Regions from separate parts of the Mus musculus genome. Here region 2 is linked to region 1. Evidence: chromatin contacts called from public HiChIP or PLAC-seq data. All regions are on one chromosome and are shown on one strand. The core of a region is the stretch at or near the end of the contact, and the rest is flanking DNA. Distances in the headings are between cores, read along the strand shown.

The links. HiChIP or PLAC-seq counts read pairs in DNA pulled down with a chosen protein or histone mark.
Region 2: an H3K27ac HiChIP or PLAC-seq map of embryonic stem cells shows a contact between it and region 1, with 5 read pairs. The contact joins two enhancer-like sites. A contact is called at or near these places in 1 of 484 Hi-C or Micro-C datasets (embryonic stem cells) and 2 of 115 datasets of contacts at active chromatin or transcription factors (both in embryonic stem cells).

What each region holds. Positions count from the first base shown.
Region 1 is chr17:89,931,541-89,936,547 of GRCm38.p6, forward strand. No RefSeq gene overlaps it. Among named protein-coding and RNA genes, the nearest start is that of Gm41653, 43 kb to the right of the region's middle. Within about 2 kb of position 2,646, at least 6 of the 459 cell types and tissues checked have an H3K27ac peak or open chromatin away from gene starts, as enhancers often do. A contact at or near this core is called in embryonic stem cells, where this site is marked.
Region 2 is chr17:90,387,771-90,392,777 of GRCm38.p6, forward strand. All of the region lies in intron 17 of Nrxn1 (neurexin I), which reads right to left. Among named protein-coding and RNA genes, the nearest start is that of Gm32337, 72 kb to the right of the region's middle. Within about 2 kb of position 2,786, at least 41 of the 459 cell types and tissues checked have an H3K27ac peak or open chromatin away from gene starts, as enhancers often do. A contact at or near this core is called in embryonic stem cells, where this site is marked.

The DNA of each region.
Region 1 (5,007 bases), core at 1,396-3,895:
CTCCTCCTCCACTTCCTCCTCCCCTTCCTCCTCCTCCTCTTCCTCCTTCTCCTCCTCCTCCACTTCCTCCTCCCCTTCCTCCTCCTCCTCTTCCTCCTTCTCCTCCTCCTCCACTTCCTCCTCCCCTTCCTCCTCCTCCTCTTCCTCTTCTTTTTCTCTTTCATTTTGAGAGATTAAAACAACTGAAGCTCTTTAGTAGCTTATCAGTATAGGGTTCTTTGAGTCTGTAGGAGTCTCTGATCCTGCACTCCTGCCTTATACATAATCACAGCAAGTCTCCATTTCTACAAAGCCCAATTAGGATATTGAGAAAAGGACTTACTAACAGGTTCTATACCCGATGGTTAAGGACATCAGTCTTCTATAGCAGCACATAAAATTTCTAGGGAATTAACCAGATCTTAACTGAACTTCTACCAGAGGAAGTCTGTATATATAATCTGTATCTCATGTCAAGTTAGATCAAGCATATTACAGGCCATAAAGTGCTTGATAATTTCCCAGAAGTTCGAATAACCAAATACTTGCTATGTTTTACTCTTCTAACACTAGTCCTACTTTTGCTAGAGACTTCTATATCCAAAGAGAAAACCAAGCCTATTGTTTTTAATTCCCACACTTGGAATCTTCTATGGATTACACATATTTGGGTTTGAGACATGAGATAAAATTTCATAAACCATACCTCTGGAGCACATGAAGTTCACACATCTGACCTTCACAATCAAATTTTATTCTTATTTTTGGTATCTTAGAATCTTTCATTACATACATCCTTTTACTCACTTGATGTATTTAAGTGTTTAAGAGTTGGCTTCTTTTGCTTGGAAATGAGTTAGCATAGAAGATGCAAAGAGAGAATGACAATTAAATAAAGAGAATTAGAGAATCTGAGCATTGCTATTATAGGTCAGAGCTGGGGGATAAGTCAATAGAGCCTTCTGAAAACAAATCTGAAATACAGAAGGAATCCTCAACATAGAGAGGAAGAGAAAAAAATAGGAAAATTCGGACAAGACTAGATTAGTGATATTGAGCCAGATATTGACCTAAGGTAAGTTTGGTACAGTTCTCTAAACTATGCATAGTAGTTTTCTTATAGTCACTTACAACTCCCTCCTCAAGAAAAAAGAGACTAAAAATTAAAGAACTATTTTTCCTTCAAAATATGTTCCTGAAAAAAATTGTTTGTCTTGGTCTAGATGAGAAGTAATATGCACACTCATAATAATTTGCTGAACTATAAAATACTCTCTTCTTACATTAAAATAGAAGGTGGAAGAAAAAAAAGTAGACTCAGAGAACAGAGAAAAGGAAAAGAAAGAAGAAAAAAGGGTGGCTGAAAGGAGGGAGAAATTATTTATTCGCAAACTCATTCAGCTCATATAGGAAAACCACCTGACCTTCTCAGCAGCATAATGATACAAATGTGCCTCAGAATGCATTGTATCACATCACAGCATGCATACTGAAGGGGAAGTGCCAGATGTCATATTTTTAATACACCTAGCCAACTGAACATCATAGTCCAACTGCATGGTTCATTGTAGAGTGATGTTTGTTTATCCTTGTGGTATAGTGGCACGTGGGAGCTGCACGCATTTAACAATGTCCAATGTAATGACAGAGTATCACATGCCTATCATTCAAAGGTTGCTAACCCCAGAAAATATTAAATTCTAGCATTAAGTGTCTCATTTCTAGCCTGGGGTCAGGGAGAACAGGGACAAAATGGAATTTTCTGGATATCACAGGATTACTGTACTCAGGAACTCACAAAGACCATGGCTGCCTATAAAAGACCTGCCCAAGACCAAGTCAGAAGCATTCCAGAATGGAATGGGGAGGGACTCAGGCATACTGCTACCTGAGGGAAGGAAAGCCAATTGATTTTAAGAGTGTGACCTCTGGTAGGGTATCTATTCTCAAGTGAGTATAAGAGTACAGCTGTCACAAACTGAACTATAGAGTATGAAGAGGAATGAAGAGGAGGACATAACATGGGGAGTAGAATGGATGGGGATGAATATAGAAGTTCAGAGAGATAAATGCATTCACACATTGTGTTAAATAAGGAGTGTTAAATTTGCAAAGTATTATTAAAATATATTTTAAAAGTCTGGCTACTGTCATATGTTGTTGGGAGCCAGGCTCACGTGGACCAGGGATTACTCCTGGGAGGCAAACAGGGGCTGAAAAGACAGAAACTAGGCAGTGGAGAGAAAAATGGATGCCAAGTCAAGGTTCCTGATCAAGGCTCAAACGTTTAATAGCAAACTGTGCTTATAAAAGGGGGGAGCTGTCACTGGAAAGAGAGGCCCATTGGACACACAAACTTTATATGCCCCAGTACAGGGGAACGCCAGGGCCAAAAAGGGGGAGTGGGTGGGTAGGGGAGTGGGGGTGGGTGGGTATGGGGGACTTTTGGTATAGCATTGGAAATGTAAATGAACTAAATACCTAATAAAAAATGGAAAAAAAAATGGAAAAAAAAATGCATTCCATGTTACCACAAAAAAAAAAAAAAAAAAAAGAGGCGGGGGAGGAGGCCCATCCCCCAATCCATTCTTGGTTCCTGGAACCAGCTGCAGGTGACAACTGCAGGAGAGGGTGTAGTCTCCAGAATAGCTCAGGGGCCTCTCAGCAGGGAGCAGTGTCTTGGAGGCCATGGCAGGTGACAGAACAATAGAGCCATCTAGGTCGGAAGGCTCCACCCTAGGGAATCTCCTTCTTTGTGGCAGGCAGCAAGGTCAAAGTCTGGATCAGCCTGTTTCAAGCTGGGGAGGTTACAATATGTATTTTTGTAACAATAAATAATTAAATCAACTTAGATCAGCAACCCACTACTTTGAGTTAAAATGGGAATTTACCCAACTGAAAGGTCAGTACACTAATAAAAACTGAAAGTTGTAAAAGACCCTCTATTAATTCATACACCTGCATGCAAGCACATGCACACAAACATCCATACCACAAAAGACACAGCTGATTATCCAAGCTTAACCTTCTTTATAGCGTTATGCTTCCCTCTTATAAACATAAAATTAGACTTCATTTTAAAGACCCGACATTTTTGTATAGCAATAACAAAAGCAATTGTATGAATTGAACGGTTTTAATAAAGAACTCTCTATATACATCAGAGACTTGTTTTAGATTCAATTTAATGAATCTCTATCCTTCACTTTGCTCTCTTGTACATGCCTAGAACATTAAAATATGTTCTACTTAATATAAACACATCATGTTTATCTCTTATGGTAAGTGGTTGAGGCACTAACCAAATGAGGAGTACTATGTGACATATAAGCCTTTTGTGGATTTAATGTTGTGCATTTCATTCTTACTGCAGCTTCCCATACTGTGAAGCACACCTCTGCATGGAGCCCTGTAACTGAATGTGAAGGTCACAACCATGGTTAGCAGCAAAAGTTTCTAAACACACAACTTCCAAAAAGTTATTCAGAATTAAATATATAACAGATCTAAGGTGTATCTGGCAAAAACATGACTATTGTGATTGATATGACTTCAGTGTAACTTGCTTCAGAACATTCAAGATTTTTGCCACATCACAGCAGACCAGCCAAAGCTGTCTGATTTGAGATTTTTTTATGTGACAAATTGCTTTTTGTTAGTGGACATGCTACATAAAAATAATAACTGTTTATGATGTATTATCTGAAAAGGAACAATTTCTATGTCTATTTTTATTTATCTGTTTGCCCAAGTTTTTGTAAAATCTTCCAAAGAAAAAGTTGGCAGGCTTTGGAAACAGTTTAATCCACCCTGCTTACAGTATCTTCTCTGAGTAGCTACAGTATTCAAACTGTAGCACACATACTTACAGCATAGGTACTCTTGAAGCTTGTAGGGAATGTGTTGTTCTAGGCTTCAACTCTGAGTCTCTGAATTATAATCTGTATTTTGAGAAGACTTTGAAGAGATCTTTATGCACACTAAAGTTGGAAATTCACTGTTGCAAAACATGTGGTTGATGTTTTACCAGAAAATTGTTGGGAGCCGCCCCCACATTCGCCGTTACAAGATGGCGCTGACATCCTGTGTTCTAAGTGGTAAACAAATAATCTGCGCATGTGCCAAGGGTATCTTATGACTACTTGTGCTCTGCCTTCCCCATGACGTCAACTCGGCCGATGGGCTGCAGCCAATCAAGGAGTGACACGTCCGAGGCGAAGGAGAATGCTCCTTAAGAGGGACGGGGTTTTCGTTTTTCTCTCTCTCTTGCTTCGCTCTCTTGCTTCGCTCTCTTGCTTCTTGCTCTCTTTTCCTGAAGATGTAAGAATAAAGCTTTGCCGCAGAAGATTCTGGTCTGTGGTGTTCTTCCTGGCCGGTCGTGAGAACGCGTCTAATAACAATTGGTGCCGAATTCCGGGACGAGAAAATCCGGGACGAGAAAAAACTCCGGACTGGCGCAGGAGGGATACTTCATTCCAGAACCAGAACTGCGAATCAAGGTTATAAGGTTCCCGTAACACAGACTGTTGAGAAGGATTCAACTGCCGAATTCAGAACTCATCAGCTGGGGAACGACGGTGATAAAGGTTCCCGTAAAGCAGACTGTTAAGAAGGATTCAACTGTATGAATTCAGAACTTTTCAGCTGGGGAACGAGAGTACCAGTGAGTATGTTTGGCCTTGAATTTTTTCTGGTGTTAGGAGCCCTTTTGTTCTTTTTCACATGCTATCAAGTGATTAAGATAGGGCTGAAAATTCTAGAGGAAATTCAGGACAAGCTATCAGAAGTAAAGCGGGAAGAAAGAGTAGGAACAAAGAGAAAATATGGTTCACAAAATAAGTATACAGGCCTTTCCAAGGGTCTTGAACCCGAGGAAAAGTTAAGGTTAGGTAGGAATACCTGGAGAGAGATTAGAAGAAAAAGAGGAAAAAGGGAGAAGAAAAAAGATCGATTAGCGGAGGTCTCTAGGAGATACTCGTCACTAGATGAGCTCAGGAAGCCAGCTCTTAGTAGCTCTGAAGCAAGTGA
Region 2 (5,007 bases), core at 1,536-4,035, 460 kb after region 1:
CAAATTCTAGGAAAAAAAAAAAAAAAAAAGGAAAAGCTTGGCCTGGGCATAATAGTCAAGTAGGATGGGAAGAGAAGTTATTTGCTATAATATTAACTAGGTTGACCTCTAACCTTGCCAACTTTGGTCATTTAATAGTTTTTCTTTATGTATCCTTCTTGGCATTCATGAGTTCATTGGGAAGGTTGGCTTCTAGCTGACTGGCACCAAAGGATACTCCTAACATGTAAAAACGTATAATAACAATCTACTACAATTCTAATTGCTTCACGATTACTTGGCTAAAGGAGTATAGAAAGTGAATTGCTCTTGCTCACTGTAGAAGAGCACAGGGACACTTGGCTTAATCTCTGTGTACAGACAGCATCACTACCTAGGGAATTAATTACTTGCTTTGTGCACACCTTATGATCGTGTCTCTTGAAAGAACTCCCAAAGCAATGTTTGCTACAGACCCACTGCTACTATGTTTTCAGAGTCTCATGTGCTCTGTGAAGCTGTCAGAAGAGATGGAAAAATTGTTTGCTTCTCTCTTTTGCTAAACAGAAGAAAGAGAGTAGAGCAAATTGGAGAAATGATTGTTTTGATATTTTCTTTATTTACATTTCAAATGTTATCCCCTTTCCTAGTTTCCCCTCCGAAAATCCCCTATCTCCTCCACCTCCCTCTGTTCCCAACCCACACACTCCATTCCTGGTCCTGGCATTCCCCTTTATTGGGGCATAAAACCTTCACAGGACCTAGGGCCTCTCCTCCCATTGATGATTCACTAGGCCATCCTCTGCTAAATATACAGCTAGAGCCACAAATTCCACCATGTGTTTTCTTTGATTGGAGGTTTAGTTCCAAGGAACTCTGGGGGTACTGTTTAGTTTATATTGATGTTCCTCCTATGGGGCTTCAAACACCTTCAGCTCCTTGGATACTTTCTCTAGCTCCTTCATTGGAGACCTTGTGCTGCATCCAATGGATGATTGTGAGCATCCACTTCTGTATTTGCCAGACACTGGCAGAGCCCCTCAGGAGACAGCTATATCAGGCTTCTGTCTGCAGGCTCTTGTTGGCATCTGCCATAGTGTCTGGGTTTGGTGGTTGTTTATAGGATGGATCCCCAAGTAGGGAAGTATCTGCATGGTTGTTCCTTCAGTCTCTGCTCCAAACTTTGTCTCTATAACTCCTTCCATTGGTATTTTGTTCCCCCTTCTAAGAAGGATTCTGAGCTTCTGGGCTAATATCCACTTATCAGTAAGTGTATATCATGTGTGTTCTTTTGTGATTAGGTTACCTCACTTAGGATGATATCCTCCAGATCCATCCATTTGTCTAAGGATTTCATAAATTCATTGTTTTTAATAGCTGTGTAGTACTCCGTTGGGTAAATGTATCACATATTCTGTATTCACTCCTCTGTTGAGGGGCATCTGGATTCTTTCCAGCTTCTGATTATTATAAATAAGGCTGGTGGAGCATGTGTCCTTATTACATGCTGAAGCATCTTCTAGGTATATGCCCAGGAGTGGTATTGCTGAATATTCCGGTAGAACTATGTCCAATTTTCTGAGGAACCGCTAAACTGATTTCCAGAGTGCTTTTACCAGCTTGGAGTCCCACCAGCAATGGACGAGTGTTCCTCTTTAGGAGAAGTGGTTTAAGCATAAATAGAAATAAATCCTGCCTTGGTATCTGCCTTTGGCAGATGTGGTGACTGACTTTCTCGTCTCTGCTTCTGCATTTCAAAGTTCATGACATTTTTATTTTCAACAGGACTATCAAGTTAAATCCACTGGGGTATGTACTTTAAAAAGAAACTAGAAAGACCAGAGGTGTTTGAGGCATCATGCTTACTTCCCTAATGTAAGGAAGCAGCACTCAGGATATTAACAGTGCAACCAAGAAGTGACCATTAGATGCTCTGATGGTCCCAAAGTTGAAATTAGAATGTGATAAAATACTTGCATTTTGACTTTTGTAGGAAGACAAAGTTTTTATTTGTGATGTGTGGGGCCTGCAAGGCATTAGAGGAAATACAAAAGGCTATATTCTGTATTTATGAAAGGCACTTTAAGGGCAGAGAGTATTATGGGTGATTGTCATTTAAAGTGCCATTGGGTAGGTGAAAGTTGCTACACCTGCTACCTAAAAGGAGAGCCACAGAACCCTAATGGCAACTCTAGAGGACCAACTCCACAAAGTTTTCCTCTGACCTACACATGAGCTCTGAGGCACATATTCAACACACACACACACACTACACAAAAATAAATAAATGTGATGAGAACATGGATTCAAAATAAATAAATAAACAAACAAACAAGCAAGCAAATTTAAATGACAGAAATCCAAAAGTAGAGGGGATAGATTTTTCTGAGGGCTGAGTTAGTTAGTTAAAAGATGAGTTGGTTTTGGATAAAAGACAAGAGGACAATTATGACATAGACTTGCATTAGTTCTGAATAATACAAACACAAGTTTTTCTACCCTTATGGTCCTTAGGTTTAGAGCTCCACCTAACACTTGCTGAATTAATCAATCAGTGGGAGGGTTCCTCCTTCCCTGCCCACCTAACTTCATCATGGCACTTGACAGAATAGCTGGGGAATAGAGGGATAGATAGCCTGTGGCTGCTGGGTGGAATTGAGCTCACAGCTTCAGAGTGAACCCTTTCAGTTACAGTTCATTAGACTGGTTCCCAAGATCCCAAGGGGTGATGCCTTCCTCCTCCAAACCCCCAAGGAACGCACCACCCAGACAATGTCTATGGCTTAAGCTTAGCACTTCAAATGAACCGCTGTCTCTCAGCTTCCGCACTTCCAGTTGCTTTGTGTTAAGCTTTGTTTCAAATGCTAATTAAGGTCCAGAGTTCTTTGAAAATAAAAACCACACCTAAGAGATTCTGTAACCAGGCCATGGTTTCTGTCAGGTTACTTAACACAACAGCGTTACATAATACTGCATCATGTCTGCTCTGTGTCTCCAAGTTGCCAGTGCTGTTGCATATCTAGATCCAAGACATTGCTTTAAAATGTGGAGATATTACCCAGCAGGGTATTTAGGTTCTTATGGTCTTTTGGTTTATCAGAGAAATCTTGTTCAATTTAGTGAGCTTAACAATATAGATTTTACACATGCTCGAAGAGACACAGAGAAAGCAACAGTAGGATCTGAGAGCACAAGTCCCCCTGTATTCACTGTGGCTTCAGGATATGTAGGCAATTTTATTTCAGTGAATGAATAGATGCCAGCTGCAGTCACGTGGCCTCTGAGCACTCCAGCTGAGAAAACAACATGCTGGCTGCTACCCTGGTAGAGCCAACACAGGTGTGGGGCATTCCAAATTCCTTCATTGTCCTTTTGATGTATTATTTCTTTCAGCTATCAAGCAAAATATTTGTATTTTTCTGTACAATGAAAACCATGTGTTCAGCCGCCTGCCTGGCTTCCTCTAAATAACATAATAATAAGGTGTTTGAGGCTGCTGTTCACCGTGAATACATCAAATCAACCTTTTGTTAGTTTAATTAATTCGAAAATACTGGAAAGTAGGAACGTTCTATTTCACTTTTTCCTGTGGTTCCTGCTTGGGTATTTTGAAATTTCCCTGTTAACGGAATAAGGCCTTTAATGTCGCCAGTTCCCTGCAGTGTCTCTTCTTGCTTTGTTCTGAGTCTGCTTAGACCTTGCATTTCCGCTTCCATTTCTCACCAGTCCCTCTTCCCCCACATGCTTCCTCCTTTCTTGTCTTAAACTTTGAGCATCACTTGTTCTCCCAAGGAGCATTCACTCAACTCTCCCTATGATAGCATCTAAAGCATGGAGCACATCCACAAGAAGGAAGGGGCGTGTGGTATTTCTCCAGTCATCTAGTAGGAACATGTTCAGAGCAGTTTTCTTCTTTCTGTTAAGTGACCTATAATTGTTTGGTTTCAGAGCCTGGGACAAGGGACTGAGGTTCACATTTTACATAGCAAAGCAGACCTAGTCTCCAGTTTCTCCCAGCTCTCTCTTTCCCTATCTGGTATACCCTGCCTCCTACCTTGAACTTTCAATCCTCCTCCTCCTCATCTTCCTCCTCCTCTTCAGTCTCCTCCTCTCCTCTCCTCTCCTCTCCTCTCCTCTCCTCTCCTCTCCTCTCCTCTCCTCTCCTCTCCTCTCCTCTCCTCTCCTCTCCTCTCCTCTCCTCTCCTCTCCTCTCCTCTCCTCTCCTCTCCTCTCCTCTCCTCTCCTCTCCTCTCCTCTCCTCTCCTCTCCTCTCCTCTCCTCTCCTCTCCTCTCCTCTCCTCTCCTCTCCTCTCCTCTCCTCTCCTCTCCTCTCCTCTCCTCTCCTCTCCTCTCCTCTCCTCTCCTCTCCTCTCCTCTCCTCTCCTCTCCTCTCCTCTCCTCTCCTCTCCTCTCCTCTCCTCTCCCCCCTCCCCTCCCCCTCCCCTCCCCCCTCTCCTCTCCTCTCCTCTCCTCTCCTCTCCTTTCCTCTCTTTCTCTCTCTCATCTCTCTCACACTCTCTCTCTCACACACACACACACAATCACACACATACACACTTCTCTCTCTGTGCCTCTGTGTGTGCTCTGTGCTCTCTCTTTCTTCTTCCCCTCTCCTCTCAATCCCTTTCTATGGCAACTTCCCTGACCTCAGTCCTTAGGACCAGTGAACCCAGAGTAGCTTTCCAATTGACCTGCATTTGATATAATCTAATCTGGCTTGAATTGGCTCATTTCACTGGTGATGGAGAAATAACTTATCAATTATGATTTGACTTACTTTTCACTTACTTTTTCTTTGAAAAAAGAAATATGGAATCTGCTAGTTATCAGTAAATTTCAATGAAGGACAGGATCACAAATTTAAATGGGGATGGCAGAGCACTACATATATACTTTTCTCTTTAAAACCAATTCTATTTTGTTGACTGCAAAGCAAAAGACTATCCCTAGGAGGAAAACAGATCTTAGCCTTAAAAGGTTGGGAGGGGGTTGAATTTAAGACAATAATTTCATTGAATTTACCAAATG